Regions from separate parts of the Hordeum vulgare genome. Here region 2 is linked to region 1. Evidence: chromatin contacts called from public Hi-C data. All regions are on one chromosome and are shown on one strand. Each heading gives the region's core, a stretch centred on a gene start, on an enhancer-like site or on the middle of the called end of the contact. The rest is flanking DNA. Distances are from core to core; before and after follow the strand shown.

Region 1 (5,372 bases), core at 1,873-4,372:
CTTTTGAAACTCATCCTCTACCTCTTGCTTTGAAATAGACGGACTAATTCCTCCAACCCATAGGTTCCTAACAGCTCTAGCCTGTAAAAATCAATCAACAAACACAAGCCATCAGAAGGCATATTGTTTCTGTAATAATGAAATACTGGAAGAAAAAAATCGTCATCCAAGCAGTCCTAGCAACAAAAACTATGAGATAACTATGAATTTACTCTGTCTAACTTAAAGTGAAACAGATCAAAGGTAACATGCACTGCATAGTTAAATCAAATCACACATCAAACTGCGACATTTGTGCACAAATCATTAAACAACGCAGGATATGGATGGAGCAATTTCACGCTAAAAATAAACAACTACCACTGACCAAGGATCATCCATTATTAGTTACACCATTCGAACTTAAACCAAACAGGACAAGATATTGACCTGTTCCATAGCAAATTAAAAGTTGGAACAAGGAACAATCACCAATCTAGGAGTATTTCTATAGCTACTAATAAAGCATAACGTTCAAAAATGCAGAAGGCCACAGCTTAGAGCAGTGGGCTCTTAAGCGCGCTTGAGCGTTTTTTTAAACTTGGCCAGACTTTGACTGTTTTGAATAATATGCACAGGAAAATAGGAAACATAGCACATGGGTAGTTGAAATAGCATCTAAAATGCACTTAGCAACATAGCAAATACACATCAGGTTCGCACAGCAAGCAAGATAACAACTAAAATGCAGTTCGGTTCAAATAGACATAGCCAAATGCATATCATGTGGCCATGTTGCCAGAATCTGAAGGGAACAGTTCCCCTACAGACTCTAATAATAAGTTAAATGACATGCTGCCATTATTGCCCAAGAAGCTAAGCAGATAAAAACAGCCAAAATTTTTAAAATGCTTAATCTACCGCTTAGGGCTAGAGCGAAGCATTTTGCCGTCGCTCAGCGCTTAAGTGTCAGTTAAAAACGCTTTCTTGAACACTGATAAAGGGATTCGTGCTTCTGCCCGTCTGTCCTGACTTTGCCCCTGAAGTTGCCTGACCCGACCCTTTCACCGACCACTGCCATCCATAAGTGGTAGAAAAACTATCCGCTAAAGATCCAGAAATAACAAGAGCTGCCTGACCCGACCCTTGTTCCCCAATCCGGAAAACAATTTGCTAAAGATCCGCAAAAAACAATTACCCACCACTGCCATCCATAAGTGGTAGAAAACGATTCGCTAAGGGCGTGTTTGGTTTGGGTCACCAAGTAGAATCTAATGGGTCCGTCCTGCACCCAGAGCCCATTCTCATATTTGGTTCCTGTGAGGACCGGAACCCAGCCGTTCCCTTGAACGGTATATTTGGTCGATATGCCAAGCCTGGTCGTTCCTCCAAATCGGCTGGCCGACGTGGCACAGCTTCCCACCCCCCACCCCCCCCCCCCCACCCCCGCGCAATTCTCACTCACCTCCCAATTTCAATCGTTGTCAGCACCACGGGCCCTCCCGTATCTCTCCTCCTCGATCCGAGACGCCGTCGGGCACTCACATCTCTCCCTCTCCGGCACAGCCTCGTCTCTCTACTCTGATTCCACTGTCCTCTCCCGACCCGGCTACCACAGCCGCCAAGCCAACGAAGAGTCCCGTCGCTTTTCTCTGTCTCTGATGACGCGCACCTGCCGGACTTGGACCCGCGGTCGCCCCTCCTCCACCTTGAGCTTGACGCTAAGGACACGTCTGCCATTGTCGCCTGAAGCCTGGTCGTTCCTCCAAATCGGCTGGCCGACGTGGCACAGCTTCCCACCCCCCACCCCCCCCCACCCCCCGCGCAATTCTCACTCACCTCCCAATTTCAATCGTTGTCAGCACCACGGCCCTCCCGTATCTCTCCTCCTCGATCCGAGACGCCGTCGGGCACTCACATCTCTCCCTCTCCGGCACAGCCTCGTCTCTAAACTCTGATTCCACTGTCCTCTCCCGACCCGGCTACCACAGCCGCCAAGCCAACGAAGAGTCCCGCCGCTTTTCTCTGTCTCTGATGACGCGCACCTGCCGGACTTGGACCCGCGGTCGCCCCTCCTCCACCTTGAGCTTGACGCTAAGGACACGTCTGCCATTGCCGCCTGAAGCACCTACCCAAGAACTCGTCGGGATACTGCTGGCAAGCCAGCTCTTGGTCAGATCAAAGGAGTACAGCTCGGCACGCACAATTACCCAGCCAGAGATGAGACTGTTGCTGCTTCGCCATGTGTGCACCCAGCCACCTGGGTGCCTCCGCCAGACCACCCCGTCACCGCTGATCCCGTGTGCCCCCGCTCGAATAACTAAATACTCCCTCCGTCCCAAAATTCTTGTCTTAGAGTTGTCTAGATATGAATGTATTTGTCACGTTTTAGTATTTAAACACATTCATTTCTAGACAAACCTAAGACAAGAATTTTGGGACCGAGGGAGTATTTCAGAGCTGCTGGAGGCCTCAGCCCACACCGCCTAAATAAACCGCAAATCACAAGCACCAAGACCTAATTACCGGAAAATTCACATCGCGAACCGCACCCAGATCCCCGGGGGATCCAGGGTGGGAGCGGATCCGGGTGGGGGTGGGGGTGGGACGAGAGAGAGGAGTAGGAGAGGGGGGGGGGGGGGGTGATAAGTTACCGGCCGGCCGAACTCGACCCGGATGGGCAAGCCCTTGACCTTCGACCCGCGAAGCGCCTCGAGGGCGGCCCGGGACTCGTCGACGGAGCGGAAGAGGACGAAGGCGTAGCTGCGGGAGCCGGCGCGCATGACGACGCAGTCGAGCGCCCCGTGCGGGGCGAAGGCCGCCATGACGTCGTCCTCGCCCGCGTGCGTGGGCAGGTTGCCGACCCACAACGTGTTCGTCTCGTGGGCGGCCCCTGGCGCGGCGGCGGGCTCCGATTCCTTCGGCGGGGATGCCGACGGCCTGGCCGCCTCCGCGGCCTCGGAGGGCTCCGCGGGCGGCGGCTCCGACGACATCTGCGGCGGTGGGGATCAGGGCAAGGAGAGATCGCCGGGAGTTAGGTTTGGATTAGGATGTGGGGATTTCGGCTGTCTGGGACGGGGAACGGACGGGGTGAGGGGAGCCGGCCCGCGGGCCGGACTGTATATACCGCGGGCTGGGCAGCGACGTCTGCCCACAGTCCGTGGGCGGCACCGTTTCTATCCTGCTCCAATTAAAAAAGAAAAAATATATCCCCGCCACACAGAACAGATGAATATGCAGAAAAATGATAATGAACGCCCGTTCACACAGTTCTTCGTGGAGTGACGTTTTAGCAGCTCCCCGAATTATCACTGGATGCTACTCCGTTCCGGTGCGGAGTCGTAGAACGGAGGAAGTCAAAACACGTTCTGAATATGTATGTTTTTTCAAGAAAAAACAGATAAGTATAACCTTCTCAAAATAAGCAAGTTTACCCAACACATAGTCCGAAATTTTCATTACGCCTTAATAACCAAGGACAAATAGCTCGTTCATAATTCATTCAAGTTTACATCGTCTCAATCTAGCAAAATAAACACAAGTAGATAGGAACATAAATAATTAGTTGTTGTCTTATTTCTCAGGAGACATAACTTTGGTCATCATACTAGACAAATTGATCAGTAAAGACAAAAATGATAAGACTACAATTATGCGAACACGCAACAAAATAATGAGATATGTATAGAAACGGTCGAATTGACTTGTCTCTCAACTACTTATTCACTTGTCTCGAACTACTCTTTTTTGGAGGAGATAAGGACTACAATTGCATCATCTTACATCTTGATGGCTTCTGCAATCGGCACAAGAATCGACTTACTTATTATATGTCGTCGTTTTCTCACGACAGATGTCATGGGTAAGCTTATCGAAAGTGGTTGGGATCGAAGGGACACCGACGGGCTTCGAGAACGAGATTAATAACTAGCGATGCAAGACGCACGATGTACCCAGGTCCAGGGCTCTCCGTGTGAGATAATACCCCTAGTCCTGCTGGAGTGGTTGATGAACCAAAAGGATTACAAGATGCTCCTTGACCTGTTCGACGGAGAAGGAAGATGGAGCAGCCGGCTCGCTATCTGCCTCTCCTGTATTGGGTGTGTGGGTGTGAGAATGGCCGACCCTCTGAATGGAGGGGAGCCAGGGGTTTTATAGACGACCCCCCCCCCCCGACCTACAAAATGGATAATGTGTACAATATGGGGGTGTGACGCCATCGGTTTAATCGTACGCTAAACATACACGCAAATGCGTACGATCAAATCCAAGGACTCACGGGAAGATATCACAACACAACTCTAGACACAAATAAAATAACATCAGCTTCATATTACAAGCCAGGGGCCTCGAGGGCTAGAATACGAAAGCTCGATAAACACACGAGTCAGCGGAAGCAACAATATCTGAGTACAGACATAAAACATGGGGTGCCTTAGAGAAGGCTAGCACAAAAGATACAACGATCGAACGAGGCGAGGCCTCCTCCCTGGGAACCTCCTAACTACTCCTGATCATCAACGGCCTCCACGTAGTAGAAGGCACCGACGGGGTAGCAGTCGTCATCGGCGGGGACCTCCATCTCCTAGGCACCATCATCTGGTCGCAGCAAACGGATTAAGGGGACAAGGGGGGAGCAAAGCAGCGGTGAGTACTCATCCAAAGTACTCGCAAGTCTTACATCAGAACTATGCTAAATATCCACCAGTATCAAAGAAGGGGGGTTATATGTGGACTGACTGCAGCAATGCGAGAATAGAGAGAGAAGGCCCAGTCCTATCGAAGACTAGCATCTTCAGGGTCTTGCAGCAATAGACGAGAGTAGAACAGGGGGTAAAACAATAATAGTCATATTGTTGCATCAATATTAAAGTGAGGTCACGCCTAAAGATCCTCCCTCGACTCCCTGCGAGGAAGAAATCTCGAGGCAAACTAATTCCAGTTAAGTAACAATTGTAGTTGTATAAGATCGGGGCACAACTCCAAGTCATCCTGTAACCGTGGACACGGCTATCCGAATAGTTAATTTTCATCCCTGCAGGGGCGCACCACATGTCCCGTCACGCCCGATAACACTCTGGCCGGACATACTTTTCTGGGTCCTGCGCGGCCTCGGAATATCGACACGTCACAGCCCCACCTAAGACTAATCAGAGAGGTCAGCCCGCCGGTCTAAATCCTAAGCGCAAAGGGTTCATGGGCCCAGTTCCCCTCCGCGCTCCTGCACGATGCGAGGGCGGCCGACGTCAGTCCTAGCATCCCTTAATCACAAGCGCAATGCATCTCGGGACCACTCGGGCACGCGCCACTACGATTGCTGACATCTAAAAAGCTTCGGCTGATACCGCGACGCCGAGTACCCATAATTCTTCCCGCGTAGTCAGTTAGTGCGA
Region 2 (5,589 bases), core at 251-2,750, 150 kb after region 1:
TGGATAACCCTCCACCAGAAACACCTCATTTTGGGTCAAACCTCCATCCGCCATAAGATTTTCCATGCCATACTATACCCATTACTCGAGCTTGAAGTGAGAACCATTCTCCATTGTTTCTTAATAAGCAACTTATATGCCGATGTCACCAAAAATGCCTAGTGTATGTAGGATAGCTTCAACATCAATACCTAGCAAATTAGCTCTGACAATCTCCTCATCCCATATATTTGTTGGTGGCATCAAGAATCTGATCGACGTTATTAACATTAGAGTTAGGAGGTTTTACTATGATCTTGTAGGAATAGTTGGTAGGGATCGACATGTCCTCCCATATTCTGATTGATTCACCATCACCAACTCTCTTATTTAGAATCGACCGATGAGCTTCCTTGTTAGTATGGTACAACAAGTATGGGACGATCCTCTTCTTTTTGTAGCCGACATGAAGTCTTTACCATTTTAAAACTTACCTCTTAGAATTCTCACGCCTAATTATGTATTTCATTTAACAGGATTACCACGTTAATGCGAGGATTATCATCTAGTTGGTCTAATGAACCATATGATGAAATCAGGACCATTATTTGTAACCAGTAAATGTATATGTGCAATGCACGTTAGTATTTGGTAGAAATTATTTTTTATGGAGTACTCAATAGAATATTAACTGCACACTAATATTTGGTAGAATATAGTTTTTGAGGAGTATTTGGTAGAACATTAATTGCACGCTAATATTTGGTAGAATATAGTTTGAGGAATATTTGGTAGGATACTGATTGCATGCTTATATTTGGCAGAATATAGTTTTTGAGGAATATTTGACAGAATATCAATTGCATGCTAATATTTGGTAAAAATAATTTGTGTGTGAAATATTTGGTAGAATGTTAATTGCACCATAATATTAGGAAGATATTAATTACATGGTAATTATATGATTATCGCTGTTATTGATATTTGGTATACCATTTATTGCATGCTAAACATATCGATTGCTCGTCACCGAAGCAACATAGGTCGTTGGGGTGACATGTGTGGATTTTTTTTGGTAAGGAGAGCTTCCTCTCCTCGCAAAAAAAAGGAGAGCTTCCTCTCCGCCTTTTCTATTGTAATAAACCAATTTCTTAGAAACATGAATTGATGGTTTTTGAATCCGTTTTTTCTTATACAAATATAGATGAACATTTTTCTACGTGAATGAATGAGAGGGTGCTGCCCCCTATTTTCTTTTCTTAAGAAAAGCTCAAGCTCGTAGGCCCCTACTCATCCCATTAGGCAAATATATAGATGAACATTTTTCTATGTGAATGAATGAGGGGTGTTTGCGACTTTGATGATTGAGTAAATCGTAAATCTTGCTCAAAGTCTCTCTCTTTGAGACAATCTTGCTCAAAGTCAAAAGAGCTTAGCTTGACTCCAAGTGACGATCCGATCCATCTAAAGCCCGGCCCGGCCCGGCCCGGCCCATATGGGGGCTATAAGTAACCGAGCTCGTCAGCCTGACCAGATGCCCCTCATCATCCTTTCCTCTCCGGTACCCAGAATATTCTGGGGGAGAAAACGGAAAAAACAGTCCTCCAGCAGCTCCCCGATTCCCTCACAGGTTCGTCCCCCTGCCATTTTTTCATTCTCAGATCGAGGGGTTGACCTGCGGGAGAGAGACATAGAGGCACAATCGTGGCCATCCATGGCGATGCGTCGGTGAGCCGCCGCCCCGGCGAGCGGGAGGCGCGGCCGCCGCGGCGAGCATGGGCGCGGGGTCGGTAGATCTGGTGGGGCCGGGCACTGGGTGGCCGGCGCTCGCTGTCGGTGGCGGGGATGATGAAGCGCTTGTCGGTGGCGGATTTTTTGTTGTCCCTTCTTGGAAGAAAGGGAACTGCTCGTGCGGTCTATTATTGCTTTGGTTAAGCAGTCAGCTTAGCTAGTCATTCGTCCATTATTGCTGTTGTTGAGCAGTCCGCTGGCCATCATGTGGCCTTGTGTGATGGATGCTCATTTGAACCCGGCTTCATCAGTCAGTCGTCAGGTGGTGTGTCACCCGTCCGCTATGCAATGATTAAATGTTTTTGCTAATGTGTCCGTTCAGCTACTTTTACATATCTTGAATATACTTACATGATTATGCCTCACGATTTTACTAGGTACATTTTGCACCACGTTTACAAACAAGTTCTACGCCTTTAGTTGTCGAAATCGGTTGCTTGGTATAAGAGAGATGTTATTGTTCGCCGTAAGAGGTTGCGGTCCTATGCTATTTGGTTGCCATCTTACAGCTTTTAACTTGCGTGTTTGTAGAATGGCGCTCAACGAGAAGTACACGTACGCCGAGTTGGAGAAGGAGCCGTATTGGCCATTCGAGAAGCTGCGGATCTCGATTACAGGAGCTGGCGGCTTCATAGCCTCCCACATTGCAAAGCGCCTCAAGGGCGAGGGGCACTACATCATCGCCTCTGACTGGAAGAAGAACGAACACATGGAAGAGGATATGTTCTGCCATGAGTTTCACCTTGCTGATCTGAGGGTCATGGACAACTGCCTCAAGGTAACCACTGGGGTTGACCATGTTTTCAATCTGGCAGCTGATATGGGAGGGATGGGCTTCATCCAGTCCAACCATTCTGTCATCATGTACAACAACACTATGATCAGCTTTAACATGCTTGAGGCTGGTAGAATCAATGGTGTCAAGAGGTAACAATCCATCCAGTACTAGCTTCTATGGACCTCTTGTTTTTTCATCTGGGGAAGCTATATAAGATGCTAACTGTTATTGTCTGTTTAGGTTTGTCTTTTTTCGACAAAGGTTTAGGTCTGTCTGTCCAAAGAAAATCCTATAAATGCATAAACTCCACATATATTGTGGATTAGGCAGCAGTATGTCCGTTTCTTGTATAATTAAGGGGGCTTATCAACATCTTTGTTCAGTTCATGGATATGGAGAAATGAATGTTCCACATTAAGTACATTATTAGGGAAAAGTAGTAGAATTCCTATTTATGCATCATGGTTATGTTTGCTGAGATAGCGTTCAAATGGGCCCATATAGGGGCAAGTTTTTATTGGGTTACTTTTTGCAATATGATGGGTTGATGTAGCGACTCTTTGTTACATTGGCGTTAAGACCAGAAAATGTTAAAATCTTTGAACAACATCTTATCTGCCCCGACCTTTTATCTCGCAATATTCATTTACATAACCAGTATCATATTTAACTAATATGTAATGGTTTGGTAAGCTTAGAAGCAATGAAGAAAAATGATCCTTCAAAACATTGTCCCGCACTAATCACAAGAAAGAAGAATATGTGTTCAACTACAATAATTTTGACCTAATGCAGAAAGTTGCAGTTTTGTTTAGTCATGCAGATGGAAGGAAGGAAACCATATTGCAACAGCAAAACAGTAACCTTAACAGTTGACTCAAGCCAAATGTTAATGAACTTCAATTTCCTCCCTGCAGGTTCTTTTATGCTTCGAGTGCTTGCATCTACCCTGAATTTAAGCAGCTGGAAACTGTAGTTAGCTTGAAGGAGGCGGATGCTTGGCCGGCAGAGGTTTGAAAACTGTAGCACTCATATATGTTTCTTTATGAAATACTCCCTCCGTCCCAAAATTAGTGTCTCAACTTTGTACTAGCTCTAGTATAAAATTATACTAAGCTTGAGACACTTATTTTAGAACGGAGGGAGTACGAACTAACACCTTAATTATTGTGATAAAATAGCACTAACTTCCGCAATGCCTTATCTTTAGCCTCAAGATGCCTATGGCTTGGAGAAACTTGCCACTGAGGAATTGTGCAAGCACTACACAAAGGACTTTGACATTGAGTGCCGGGTTGGTCGCTTTCACAATATATATGGTCCATATGGGACATGGAAGGGTAAGATTTTATCTCGTAGTAGTATATAGGTGTTATTCTTAATGTGTTGGTGAGCTAGCTATTGAAGTTTGACAATTGTTTTGGTTATATAGGTGGAAGGGAGAAGGCACCTGCTGCTTTCTGCAGAAAGGCTCTAACCTCCACTGACCGGTTTGAGATGTGGGGAGATGGTCTGCAGACTAGATCCTTCACATTTATTGATGAATGTGTGGAGGGTGTCCTCAGGTATTTATTTTTTACCAACTTATGTTTATCTAGTCTAGTATTTCTTATTTTTTGCTATCAAATCTAGTACTGGTACGTCCTACTTTTTTGCTTTTGCATGCCTTATGTTAGCATCAAATAAATTTAGCATGAATTGCTCTATCTAGTGTGGATAATAAGACAAGTTGTGCTGAGATCACAATTAATGGGCTGCAGCTTTAGTTCTAACTTCCAAGGGAAGCATCAATTGTTTTAGCTTTCCTGAGACTTAAAAGTTTCATATGAAATGTTGATTCCCAGTCGACAGAATTGCAATTTGACAACCACCTGTTAGTAGATTAATTTCTTAATTGATTGTGATGGCCCAGCGAACAATTTTATCTCACAAGTATTCCAAAAGCTGGCAGTGATTTCATTTATTTTTGGGAGTGTCACAAGTTCTATTGCAAATTCTGTGATGTATAGGCTATTCTTATCAAAATACTACACATGTGTTCCTAATGAGTATCATGTTAAACCAGTGAATCTTCATTCTCATCCTACCATAAATAAATAAATTATAAAGTTCTCTCTTTTGTTCAAGAGCAATTTGATTTTTATGGCTGCTAAAAAATTGTTTTTTCAACCTTCAGGCTCACAAAGTCTGATTTCCGCGAGCCTGTAAACATCGGGAGTGATGAAATGGTGAGCATGAACGAGATGGCTGAGATAGTCCTGGGCTTCGAGAACAAGCAGCTGCCCATCCACCACATCCCTGGCCCCGAGGGCGTCCGTGGCCGTAACTCTGACAACACACTCATCAAGGAGAAGCTTGGCTGGGCTCCAACCATGAGGCTGAAGGTACCCTCCTGAAATTTTCAGAAGATCCTTTTTGTTCTGTTCAGTCACACATATACAGATGCTCATCACTCGTCAAACTGAATCCAAATTCTGCCTGCAGGATGGGCTGAGGATCACGTATTTTTGGATCAAGGAGCAGCTGGAGAAGGAAAAATCCGAAGGCGCAGACGTGTCGGCATACGGATCATCCAAGGTCTGCACCACGCAGGCACCGGTCCAGCTTGGCTCCCTCCGCGCCGCAGATGGCAAGGAGTGAACACTCTCGCCTAGGCAAGGAGATCAGTTGTTTGTCAGTTGTCACGCCATTTCTTGATTCAGTCTGAACTTTCATATACTGCGTGAGATTTGTAGCTTTTTGTGCTGTTGTAAACGGGAATAACTGCTTGGCGCAAGAGGATGTTATTAATGTTAAACATTTTATTTGTACATGTAAAATCCGGTCAGTTCGTCTTAATGACAACAATGAAATAATATTTTGTTACTTTGTGAGATATTCACGAGTCATTGTTTGGACCTTCTTTTCGAATGATAATTTTTAGGGTATATTTTGAAATAACCAAAAATACCTTTTTAGGAGGGAAGATGTATATTTTGCTCGAGTGCAGTGTTTTGGTGACCAGGCTCAGAATTCATAAAATTCCAATTTCTTTTCCAGTG

Evidence for each region. A called contact is a pair of places that touch in the nucleus more often than the background predicts.
Region 2: a Hi-C map of seedling shows a contact between it and region 1, with 2.3 times the contacts expected there. The contact joins the promoter of LOC123399930 here to the promoter of LOC123399925 in region 1. A contact is called at or near these places in 2 of 6 Hi-C or Micro-C datasets (leaf and seedling).

What each region holds. Positions count from the first base shown.
Region 1 is chr5H:492,467,979-492,473,350 of MorexV3_pseudomolecules_assembly, forward strand. It overlaps LOC123399925 (flowering time control protein FPA), which reads right to left and starts at 3,123. Exons shown (of 7, transcript XM_045094310.1): 1 at 2,634-3,123; 2 at 1-81. The coding sequence starts at 2,972.
Region 2 is chr5H:492,620,254-492,625,842 of MorexV3_pseudomolecules_assembly, forward strand. LOC123399930 (GDP-mannose 3,5-epimerase 2) reads left to right here and starts at 1,501. Exons shown (of 7, transcript XM_045094320.1): 1 at 1,501-1,609; 2 at 2,302-2,697; 3 at 3,466-3,559; 4 at 3,759-3,888; 5 at 3,981-4,113; 6 at 4,725-4,932; 7 at 5,033-5,423. The coding sequence starts at 2,303. The coding sequence ends at 5,188.